Linked DNA regions of Macaca fascicularis: region 1 is linked to region 2. Evidence: chromatin contacts called from public Hi-C data. All regions are on one chromosome and are shown on one strand. Each heading gives the region's core, a stretch centred on a gene start, on an enhancer-like site or on the middle of the called end of the contact. The rest is flanking DNA. Distances are from core to core; before and after follow the strand shown.

Region 1 (5,902 bases), core at 2,183-4,682, 200 kb before region 2:
CCTGTAATTCCAGCACTTTGGGAGGCCAAGGCGGGCAGATCGCCTGAGCTCAGGAGTTTGAGACCACCCTGGGCAACATGGTGAAAACCTGTCTCTAAGAAAATACAAAAAATTAGCCAGGCATGGTGGAGTACACCTGTAGTCTCAGCTACTCTGGAGGCTGAGGCACAAGAATTGCTTGAGCCCCAGAGGCAGAGGTTACAGTGAACTGAGATCAGGCCACAGCACTCCACCTTAGGCTACTGAGTGAGAGTCCATCTCAAAAAAAAAGAAAGAAAAAGAAAAAAAGAAACATACTGTAATCACTGTTGCCATCTTTCCATCAACCTTCCCAATACAACAATGCACTCTGGCTAACCCCTTACCACAACTCAGAGACCTTGTTAAGCAGCAATGACTTAGTTGTTATATAAGTATATATGTCTGCAATGAAAACAGGCCCAGACATTTTCAGAAATGAAATGCAAAAGAAGATGTACAAGGTACACAGATGGAAAAACAGTACAAGAGGACACTGGAGAGAATATGAAGAGGAATTCACAGAAAAATAAGGAAAAAAAAAGAGTACCTTAACATTTACAAACCAAAAATTAACAAAAAGGTACCTCAGAGTAAGAAGAATCAGATGTACAGGCTCTTATATAGCTACAAATCATGAAAGGTATGAAATAATCAAGCAATTTAAAATATTTATTGGAAGAATTTCCTGCAAAAGTATATTTCTTAAGTAAAGATACTTACAAAGTCATCTCCTGAGTCAGCTCCCATTGAGGCAACTGATTCCTTGCTCACAGACCGTGGGATCCTAGTAGCACCTCCTGGTCTCTGAGCAACAGCAGTCTCTTCTGCAATTTTCTTCTTCAGTTTTGCAAACATGTTTGCTGTGTGGCTATCCGGCACGGATGATGAGCTCTCAGTAGTCCTGGTGCCTGTGTTTAGGAATCAGACACAGGTGCCTACAAAGTTTCAGACATCCAAGCTAGCTGCATTCCCACTTAAATGTGGGCCAAGGGCTTATGGCAACACAGGATCTATAAACCAGATGAAAGGGACAGTTCAAAAGTTAAACACTGGAAAGATTTCACATCTGAGTTGTTAAGTTTTAGATTTCAAAATTAAGTTTCATAATTTACATGTACACTTATAGAACACAATTACTAAACATTTAAAAAGCACTCAGGTGCTTCATATGCATATAAGATGAAGAAATCCAGTCTCAAGGAGATGAAGTAATCTATCAAAGATTGTGTGGCTAAGTGGCAGGGCTGGTATTTGAACAGAGGACTCTCATTCACAAATCTCTGTTTTTTTTTTTTAATTATGCCATGTTGAGTATGACATATAACACATTTGGTAAAATTTCCCAGAGCAGACATCAACATCACATATTCGTGACTTAATGATTTCAAATCCTTCCTCCAATAAGCTTAACTACAGTTTAGTGTTATTTTTTTAAGTTGAAGGGAAAAACGCATGTAATTCGATTCATATGTAATCCAATATCCAATATGTAATTCAATATGTAAAAGGTGTAATATCCTACTGTTTCAGGATGGTTTGCAATCAACTGTCCAATAGGAAAAGCTGGTAACAGAAAAAAGACGACAAGCCAGACAACTCTGTTGTATAGGTATCTGATATCCTTGAACATTTTCTGGAGACGCTGTGTGGTTCTGAGTTTGATAAAATTACCTCCAATCAGTTTCTTTTTCTTTTTTTTTTTTTTTTTTTTGAGATGGAGTTTCTTTCTTGTTGCCCAGGCTGGAGTGCAATGGCACAATCTGGGCTCACTGCAACCTCCACCTCCCGGGTTCAAGTGATTCTCCTGCCTCAGCCTCCCGAGCAGCTGGGATTACAGGCATGCGCCATCACGCCCGGCTTATTTTGTATTTTTAGTAGAGATGAGGTTTCTCCGTGTTGGTCAGGCTGGTCTCAAACTCTTGACCTCAGGTGATCCACCTGCCTCGGCCTTCTGAAGTGCTGGGATTACAGGTGTGAGCCACTGCACCCGGCCTGTTTCTTTTCTTCAGAATGTTTGACATGATATTCAAAGAAAGATTCAAAAATCTTTTCCTCCCAATGGTGTATAAAACACTAATATTCTGGTTCCAACCTTAACTTTCCATGTTTTGTGGAGGACACCTAAGCTCTGCTCTGAGATACACAAATGCCATCTTACCACTTCAGATCCTCCATTAAGTCTGTACAATTCTTCAGAAACTTTACTTTCAATGTCTGTAAACCACTTACTCACCTGGCTTATCTACTAGATCTAAAACAGCTTGGAGGTCAAAGCATTCTGTCCTGCATGAAGACAAAATAAAATTCATTGGATATTTCTTTCCAAGTGTATGGCCGAAATGTTGGGTGGGGACGGGGAGAAGTAGTGAAGGAAGAGGGACAAAAGAAGGATTAAAGGGGGTAAGAAAACCTGTCACAACTCTCAGTGGGATACCCTCCCTAACCCTGATCTCCTATGAATTTGTTATTTGCCTAAGAGCGTCACTTACAAGCGCACAGAACAGAATTGATCACCACAGCGGGTGCCTAAACTCATCTCTCCCTGGGAGCCCTAAGCAAAACAATTTGAATGAGGTTAAGTTTTCCTGGGGCCAGTATTTATTTCTCAGTTGATTACTATACTCACACACTGTTTACCTGGCCAGACCCTGGACTGTCTGGTCACGGATTTGCACTGAGAGAAAGCAAAGCAAGATTGGGTAAAGACAGATGCCTAACCCCCAGGGAGGCAGGCAGGTGCCTGCCACGGCAGTTTGGATCTCACTCCCTCAGGCTCCCTCCAGCCCCGCCCGTGCTTGGACTGTCAAAGAAAGGAAGGATCCAACATCTCTCCCATTTGACAGCAGAGAAACTGAGCCCCAGAGAGGAGGAGCGACTTGTCCAAGGTCGCGCAGGGAGGAATCCCGGAATCCTAGGCTCCAGACTCCCAGGCCGGGGCAGCCCGCCTCCGCCCCCACTCTCACCCTTTCAGCACCCCGGTGCCGCCCCCCGCCTTGGGGCTTGGGCAACCCTGACCGGGCCGCTGTGGGGACAGACAGAGGCCACCGGGAGAATAAGGGGCCTACTCGCATTCCCGGAGTCCTGGCCCGCGCACCTGCCTCTCTCTGGGCAGCCAGCAAAGCCCCGCCTCCGGGGCCTCTCGTGAGCCCCGGACCGCGTCACCAGCCCCCACCGCCCGGCTGGAGAGCCGAGCAGCGACCCGGAACCGCACGTCTCCCAGCGCGCCGGAAGTGACTGCGCGAGGGAGTTGGTCCGACGCGCGCATGCGCCCTGCGCGGCCTTTGGCGGCTACTGTTCTAACCTCTGGGCGGCGGTTGGGCCGGAACGGCTGGAGTGCGCGAGTGCCTAGCCGGGCGCTCAGTCATTTCAGTTCGCCACGTCAGCGAGCGGCCAGAGACGCAGATGATGACTGAGTCTCCGAGGCCTCTCTTGGTCTTTTTCTATTTTAACAGGGGCGTGTGCAGAGCGTGGTAAGTGGGAGGGGCTTCGTGTCAAAAGTGAAAGAACCGGTCCGTGCCACAGGCCCCGCTGCGCTGTGCTGGCTACAAACCCTTCGCGGGCTTCGCTGCTTGGCCAGACGCCCCCCGTGCCGCCCGGTCCCGCCGCACCCTAGGCAGCTGCCTTGCCACTGTGTGACCCGGGAAGTCTGCGCCTCCATCTTCACTCAGAAGGCAGTAGCTCCAGAAACTAGTCCTTACACCTTGAGACCAGTTTTTAAACTTTGGCGCCTGTCACCTCCTGTAGATGATGCGTTTTATATCGCAACCGAGTGCATAACGTCCAGCAGAACCACGTTGTAATGCACTTAAAAACGCTAGTGGCAGCTCACTATATTGGATTAGCTTCACCATCCGCTGCTGGGCCGTCTCCTTTCTCCTTAGGAAGAAAGTTCAAAGCATCAAAAGTGCCCGGCGCCCGCTCCTGTGGTCCCAGCTACTCGGAAGACCGAGTTGGGAGGATCTCTGGGTCCGGGGCTTCGAGACCAGCCTGGGCACCGCGGCGAGACTCCGTCTCTTTAAGTAAATAGCAATCATACAGGCAGTAGGAAAAGAAAAAAACAAAACAGGAAAAACTGTCTTGTTCTAAGTCACATTCCAGGCCGGGCGCGGTGGTTCACCCGAGGTCAGGAGTTCAGACCAGCCTAACATAGCGAAACCCCGTCTCTACTAAAATTACAAAATTAACCGGGCTTGGTGGCCCATGCCTCGAATCCCAATTACTTGGGAGGCGGAGGCAGGAGAATCGCTTGAACCTGGGAGGTGGAGGTTGCAGTGAGCCAAGATTGCGCCATTGCACTCCAGCTTGGGCAACAAGAGTGAAACTGTCTCAAACAAAAAGTCACGGTCCACATCAGTAACCTAAGTCAGGTCCCTGAACTCGTCAGTGCCAAGCCAGCCATTCCTACTCTGGTTCCATCCCCAGACTTAACACCAGCCCAAGAGTAAGCAGATTTCACCCAATTCTTCAACAGCCCCTTCCTTCGCGTGTTCCAGGAGCAGGGCACGGAAAAACCAAAACCAGGATTCAGACATTTACAAACTAACAAGAAGCATCAACCCCAAGATAGTTCAAAGCCTTTGAGATATGTGAATGAAGCAAACCCTAACAGTTCAGCTGTCAATACCGAAAAAGTACCAAAAACTTTAAGCAAATAATCTTTATTTTTATATTGATGATACACTTAATATATATGTGGATTCAAGATACAAAATTCATGTACAGGAGTTCACACCTGATGAATGTAGACACATTCCTAGAGAACATTTATCAATGAAAATTTCTTTAATACACTGACAACAAAAATCAAATATTCTCTAATCTCGTTATTCAATAAACATCAAAACGTTTCAGTTTTCATCCTCTAGTATTGAAGTGCCCTCAAGGTGGTAGGCACTGTATCGCAGGAGAAAACATTGGAAAGCCTACTGAATCCGCTCTGCAGAATCACAGTGTTTACTCTGAAATTCATTTAGTGAAGTAGTGAAAGGCTATCTTTTATGACAAATCACATCTCATACAAGAGTCAAAAGTGATGAACTCAAGAAAATAAAATGTTTCAAGAACTTCTCAATTTCTAAAATCTATGGAGGATTAACCATAACAAAGAAGAAAAAGGCTGCTAGAAAGGAAGAAAACAAAAAACATCCTGTTTAAGAGAACGTATGGCTTAAGCAATTTAGAACACAACTGACAAGACTTTTATAATACCACAAATGTTCAAGTCAAATGATAGTGACAGTATAATTTTCCCCTTAGTCATTGGTAGTAAATAGCCCCTTCAAAATTTATTCTACTGTTAACACATATAAAAACTAATGAATCCAAACAGTTTTGCTAACAGGGCTGAGTCGATGGATTTTTTTTTCCTAAAGTATTAACTCACAATATCCAAATATTAATACAAATGAACAACAAGATTGTTTCAAAGATTACAGTGATTTGTGAATAGCTAAATAGGCAACCAAATAGCTTCATTATTTGCACAACAGATTAGCAGCACTTGGATAAGAATTGTTACATGAAAAATATTGTGCTTCAGTCTCTTGAGGAGAGCTAATAAATATAACTCTATAATCCCTATAGTATTACAATTCTATAACATTTCAGTTACAGACAAGCACAATTTTTAAGTATTTCACACCACTAGAAAATCGAGTAATTATATCCTCCAAATGTAATTACTGCTATGATTTAAACAAGTGCATTTCTGCCTAGTAATCAGAATGTAGACAATAAGTTCACCATTATTTTCAAGGGAAAAAGATCAAACATAACTTATTTTAACTCCTATTTGATTATCTTAACCTTTAGTGATGATTTGAATTTTAAAAAGGGAAATTCAACCTTACAATGGAAACTGCTCAGAGGAAATAATAAAGTG
Region 2 (6,652 bases), core at 1,297-3,796:
CACTAAATTCTCATTGGACATATTTGATATATATTTAGATTTCATAAAATGACAGATGAAAAATACAGACTCACATACCCAAGTTGTTCAAAACATACTTGAATGTCTCCCAATAGGTGATCAAGTAGCAGTTTGTCAAGTTAATTTAATTACAATTAAATAAAATTAAAAATTTAGTTCCTCAGTCATGCTAGATGCATTTTGAGTGCTCACCTGCATATGGCTACTGGATTGGACAGCATAGGCCTAAAGTGTGACAAAGAAATTCTGTTGGCACTTCCACCATCAGCATGTCTGTTTACTGTTGAGATTTTCTGTCTATTAACATCAATAACTTGCCAGATATTAACTATGAAAGTAGTCCTACTGGTCACATAACTACAGTAGCTTACTTTCTCTAGGCCAATGCCAACATCTGTGAAAAAGGAATCATCTAATGACTACACAGAATTGCTATGTAGTACCTCTCACATGGAATGCAGTCAAAAATGTTTATGTGATAAATATATCTTTGTCTTCATTACTCAAGGACTAATTCATTTTGTTTGTGGACTACTTAAACTCTTTGTTTCTGTTTTTCTAAGGTTCAACCATTCGAGTTAACCACACAGTGTCCAACGACAAAAGATAAATCAATAAGAAAAGCTACTTTCAATTGTATATTTATTAGGATCATTATGGTATAACAGTTAAGAGCTTAAGCTCTGGAGTCAGACTGTCTAGATTCAAATCCTGGTTTTATCTTTTACTAGATGCATGATTCTGGGTAAATATTTGGCCCCTCTGTGTCACAGTTCCCTCTTCTGTAAAACAGTGACAACACTACATATTCTTAGGGTGCTTTGAGGATTACAGGAGAATATACATATAGAGCATTCGCACACAGTGCTTGGCACATAGTAGATGCTCAATAAAATTAGTTTCTTTTATTTTTTGAGGCAGGGTCTTGCTGTGTTCCCCACACTGGAGTGCAGTGGCATGATTACGGCTCACTGCATCACTGCAGCCTTGACTTCCTGGGCTCAAGCAATCCTCCCACCTCAGCCTCTTGAGAAGCTGGGACTACAGGTCCACAACACCTACTCAGCTAGTTAGTTTTTGTGTTTTTTTAAATTTTATTTTTTGTTTTTGTGGGTACATAGTAGGTGTATATATTTATGGGACCGGCTAGTTTTTCAATTTTTTATAGAGACGGAGTCTTGTTCTGTTGCCCCGACTGGTCTTGAACTCCCAGGCTCAAATGATCCTCCTGCCTCAGCCTCCCAAATCTCATGCCTCATGGGATTGAAGGCATGGGCCACCCCAGCCAAGATGAGCTTTTTAAACAGAGATGCAGGAGAAACTGAAATTATGGCTAAGGTTAAAAAAAAAAAAAAAAAAACTAGCTGAGATCCTAACACAAAATCATAAAGTAAAAAAGTAGGATCTCTCAAGATTTCCCACATTATCTTAGATACCAAAAAAAAAAAAAAAAAAATCGACTATAGAGGTAATAATTTGAAGTCCTCAAAAGAAAAATCATGCATGTGGTTATTTTATTTTAAAAAGGGGATAAATAAGAAACTTCATCTACTGACAGTGTACAATTATGCAGTACGGCACAGGTGCAGCCAAGCAAAGAAAAACATGAAGCAAAATAGGAAGGCACTGCCTTACCTGCTTCTCCGTTTTCGAGGCGGTTTCTCCACTGTGCCAGTCAGTCTACAGACCAAACAAATAAGACAGTAACTAAAAGTAATATACAAGAAAACATCTCCCGGCGCTACCGTGCCAGTCAGGAACTAAACAGACCACCCTCTGGGACCACAGGCTCGCCAAGCCCAGACCTGACCTTACAAACGCCTTATGCCCTGTTTCCCAAGACCAAGCACTCCTGGGACTCACCGTTCCCCTAATTCCCCCTGAGCCCAAACCTTCCTGGTCCCTCACCCCATCTTCAACCCCTGCTCGTCACAGCCCAGCTCCCCAAAATCACCCACCTCCACCTACTCATTGTCTGCCTCGTCACCCCCGTAAGCTCCCCCAGCCTCCCCTTTCCTGTGCCCATCCGCTCCCGACCGTACACTGCCCTCTCCACGCCCCGCCTCTCCGGGCCCGGCGACCCCCGCATTCCACGGCCCCTCCGGGGGCGCGCGCGCCTTGCCCCTCCCGGCCCCGCGCCGCCAGCCTCACTCCTCGGCGCCCCTTCCCTCACACGCCCCTCTCACCTGGCCTCGAGGATGCGATCGCGCCCAGCCCGCGCCGCCGCCTCCAGGCGCCCCCCAGATCCCCCCAGCCTGCACCCGCCGCCCCTCCGGTCTCTGCGCCCCGAATGTTCCGCGGCCCCGAGCCGCTGCCCCTGGGCCCGCTCCCTGGTCCCCGCCCCATCCCCAACCCCGGCCTCCACCCAGCCCCTGCCCCACCTTGGGGCCAGGCGACTCCGCGGCTGCTGGGGCTGCCGGGCTCCTCTGACCATCCGGCTCCTGCTCCGCCGCGGGAGCTGCTCCGGCGGCCGCAGGGCTCGCTCGGGAAGCTGAGGCGGCGGAGGCTGGAGTAGGCGGAGAGGCGGGAGGAGGGCCTCGCGCCTCTGCCAGGCTTGCCGCGGGGCCCGCCTTCTCCGCGCCTCTCCTCGGCTCCCATTGGCTAGCTCAGTAGTATGGACGGAAACCTGTCAGTCGATTGGACCCTCGGCCCATCACATCCCGCGCTGCCCACCCAGAGGTTTGGTTGAGACTGCAGGTGGCAGCGGAGGTGCCTTAGAGATTGCTAGCAGGGCCGGAGGAGACCCGAGCGCCACCAAGCGCCGAAAAATAGGAACTGCACCCCCTGGCGCCAGACACCTGCCCCAGGTTCTCCTGGCTTTGCGTCCTGCATCCCACACACCTGCTGGCGCCCCTCCACCTCTGCACCACGCCAGGACCGAAAACAAACCCTGAAATCTCCCAGTTTCCTCTAGCAGGTAAGACAGTGAGGCAACTCTCACACACGTGTTTCCTTTTAAGCCACCTCGAATGCGATCCTTGTCCCTACATCTTGCTGAAATTGTCTCACAGCTCACAGCTACCCTTCAAAAAGGACCCAGCCAGAAAACTGTAAGAATCCACCAAAATAAAGCATGGTTGGGATGCTCAGTCCTCTGCAGAAAAGATCACTAGCTTGGGTGCAGGCTTTTAAGAAAGCAAGATTTTTTTTAATTACCGTGAAAGAAAAATCAGTACTGCAAACAGAACCAATGCCATACTAAAAGCAACGTGTTCTATTTTGAAAGGCCTGGACAAATTTCATCCCTGAATGTAAGCCGACCATCCTGATTCTGTGACCGTTGCAAGTTCTACACCAATTAATCAATTTTAAAATAAATTTTACTGTATTTTTTGACAGACAAGCATGCAAAACTGCCTTTCATAAGCATAATTAGTTACCCATCGTCTTCTGCTTTAACAAAGCCATCCCTGAAAATAAGACTCAGCTCATTAACGTATTATAAAATTCTTGAAGGTGGGAAGGCCTCTCTAAATCACTACTCCTGTGTGCACTTGTTTAGTAAATTCTTAGCATCTGTTCAGAGTTGGGAGGCGGCATAAAACTTTCTCTTGGCCGGGCGCGGTGGCTCAAGCCTGTAATCCCAGCACTTTGGGAGGCCGAGACGGGCGGATCACGAGGTCAGGAGATCGAGACCATCCTGGCTAACACGGTGAAACCCCTTCTCTACTAAAAAAATACAAAAAACTAGCCGGGCGAGGTGACGGGCGCCTGTAGTCCCAGCTACTTGGGAGGCTGAGGCAGGAGAATGGCGTAAACCCGGGAGGCGGAGCTTGCAGTGAGCTGAGATCCGGCCACTGTAGTCCAGCCCCGGCGACAGAGCAGGACTCCGTCTCAAAAAAAAAAAAAAAAAAAAAAAAACTTTCTCTTAAGCCACTTCCATTTTATTAGAACATCTTTTATGCCTCAATAATATGACAGCCTCGAGTAATACATGTCAACATTGGGGTGGGGAAAATCTCTCATTGATCTCCATAAATGGCAAATATTAGGATACTAGTTTTTCATAAAACCAAATGTATTTGGCGTAAAGAGCTGTCTTTTCTTCTGAGATGGTCCTACCTATATCTCTAATGGTAAAATGACTTTCCATTTATGAAGTAATACTGATGGTAAATTGTAGCAGGATTTGAAAAATTGCTTTGACAAAGAAAAAATGTCAAATCTCTGTTGGCCCCCCAAATTAGTATTTCATGTAATTCTAGTCACAGAACCACAAATCAGCTCAATCTCAACCACCAGTTTCCACCCATATTATCAAGCCAGAGGAAACAACTCCAGAATAATTTGTGTCAGACGAAGGGGGATCATCAACTCACTAGGGAAGTAATCTTGAAATACATTTATTACATTCCTTATTAAAAAAACCACTGCCTGCTTTTTAGCATCTTCTATAACTGACCAATCCTCACTGATATATATCAGATATTGTCAATAGAACAGAAGCTATTCATTTCTTACGCCTTCCCAGAGAGGATCCTCAAGTCTTCACATTGTGTCCAAGTGATCTCTGGTTGTTTTTACTCTGTAAGACACAAATCCCATCATTCCAGACCACATTTAATTCACACTTCCTCTGTATTTTCGCCAATTACTCCATCCTACATCGAACATTTCCTTCTCCAGATGTGTTGTACTTACAAAATCTACACTATGTTAGCAATTACACATTGCCTTGGATTATTCTTCTCAACTACAATGAATTTGAACAAATGGCCTATGAGTATGAGCCCTTAATAAAAAGCAGCTTTGGACCAGACACTGGGTGCTTTGTGTGTGCTATTTTTAATACTGAGATTAACCCTGTCTGATACTCTCTTATTTTAGACACAGAAATTTAAGATTCAGAAAATTCAATTTGTTCAGGGTCACACAGCTACAATAACCAATATTGCTTAAAATAGAGGGCTAAAGATGTACTCTGGTGTGCCCTCTAGGGATTCAAGTTCCAGCTCTCCTGTGCAACCTTAAACAAGTCACCTGTCCTCTCTAAGCCTATTTCCTCATCTGGGGAAAAAAGTTCTAGAGAAGGATGAACAAAATTAATTAAAGTTTGGGCTGGGCACAGAATCTTATGCTTGTAATCCCAGTGCTTTGGAAGGCCGAGATAGGAGGATCTCTTCAGCCAGGAGTTCAAGATTAGCCTGAGCAACATAGGGAGACCCCCTCTCTACCAAGAAAAAAAAAAAAAATTAAAGGTAATATAGTTATAGACCCATAGCAAGGGCATCACAAAATAAAGAACGTAACAATTTAGCTACATATGCTGAATACAGGTTAGTTGCTATTACTGCATGGCAGAGCTGGGGTTTTAACCTAGATCTGATCCCAAAGCCTGTGCTATTCCATAATGCCTCCATGCAGTCTTTTATAACCCACCATTTATATACAAAAGCAGAGTGCTGCTGAGAATAGTGGGTGCCTAGGGATTGAGTGGAATATACTTATGTAGTATTTTTGTTGACAACACAAATCTATAAATGCCGCGCATTTTTGAATTAAGAAAACATTTGAATGATCTAAGCCAGCATAAGCCTACTCTCATGAGGGTAAAGGCACAAATTCACCAAGAAGTTGATAGAGAAATAGAAAACTAACAGGAGGGGAATGCAGAACCAACCTTCCCCAAGCGTCTAGTGTGTCTGGCATTATGCTAGGGGACTTTCCAAATGTTTCTTTTTGGTTTACTACTGTGTATTTCGTCAGCATCACTGCACACTGTAAATACACAATTTAAAGAGTTGTAATGATCCCATGAAGCATAGTTCTGGGCACTGGATCGAGGTTGTAACAATAAACATTGCCTTTAAAGAGTTGGAACACTTAGCTCAGAGTCAAATGCAAAACAAAACAAAAAAAAGATTTCACTTTTGTTTACCAGTCAAGCAACCAAGTGGAGGAATAAGCATTTTTTAATTTCTTATATAAAATGCTAACTTCTTGTCAGGACATACTACAGACTATGCATTAAATTTTTTGACAAACTTCCTATAATCTTTTTATTAATTTACACTGAGGGAATATAGCACCTTTCATCCGAAGAACTGAAGGTGCTTTACAAACATTAGCATTTAAAAAACAATTACATTTAAAAATCTGGATTCTTGCTGTTAAATCTCTTCGACTTCAGATACACAATTTCCTGGAAGCTGATGGAAAGCAATTCTATTTCTGACAATGAAAGAGGCTCAGAAAGAGTCCTGATTTACTTTCACAGTACAGGCATTTTCCAAAACCTGGTGCTGGGCTTACAAAGCAAACACACACAAATCTTAATGCAATGAACAATATTTCAAACCTTATTTCCCAAAGCAAAACCTAGGGCTTAAGACGTCAAAATCTTCCAACAGTTCTAGACATCCAGACAGAATAGGAGCTGATGCAAGTTGCATATGAGATGTACTATTGATCCAGGCATTTTAGGATCACACTCAAATAAAGTAGTGAAACTTTTTAGGGAAACACATTAACTTATAAAAAGCTAGCCAAGAGTATATCGGCCAAATGAGGAAAGGGAGTAAATGGCAATTCAAAGTAGACAGTTCTCACTAGAGCCTAGGGCACTTTATTAGAAACCAAGTATATCATAGGCAAATAAAAATAGTTCTTACCCCCATTGATACAACATAAG

What was found. A called contact is a pair of places that touch in the nucleus more often than the background predicts.
Region 1: a Hi-C map of liver shows a contact between it and region 2, with 2.3 times the contacts expected there. The contact joins the promoter of GOLGA1 here to the promoter of SCAI in region 2. A contact is called at or near these places in 2 of 2 Hi-C or Micro-C datasets (liver and skeletal muscle).

What each region holds. Positions count from the first base shown.
Region 1 is chr15:19,116,734-19,122,635 of T2T-MFA8v1.1, reverse strand. GOLGA1 (golgin A1) reads right to left here and starts at 3,432. Exons shown (of 23, transcript XM_065530079.2): 1 at 3,323-3,432; 2 at 2,255-2,304; 3 at 742-929. The coding sequence starts at 876. LOC102125197 (large ribosomal subunit protein uL6-like) reads right to left here and starts at 3,222. Exons shown (of 11, transcript XM_045372619.3): 1 at 3,116-3,222; 2 at 2,255-2,304; 3 at 742-1,031.
Region 2 is chr15:18,914,335-18,920,986 of T2T-MFA8v1.1, reverse strand. It overlaps SCAI (suppressor of cancer cell invasion), which reads right to left and starts at 2,546. Exons shown (of 22, transcript XR_012424403.1): 1 at 2,403-2,546; 2 at 1,657-1,701. PPP6C (protein phosphatase 6 catalytic subunit) reads right to left here. Exons shown (of 6, transcript XM_045372625.3): 6 at 5,916-6,652.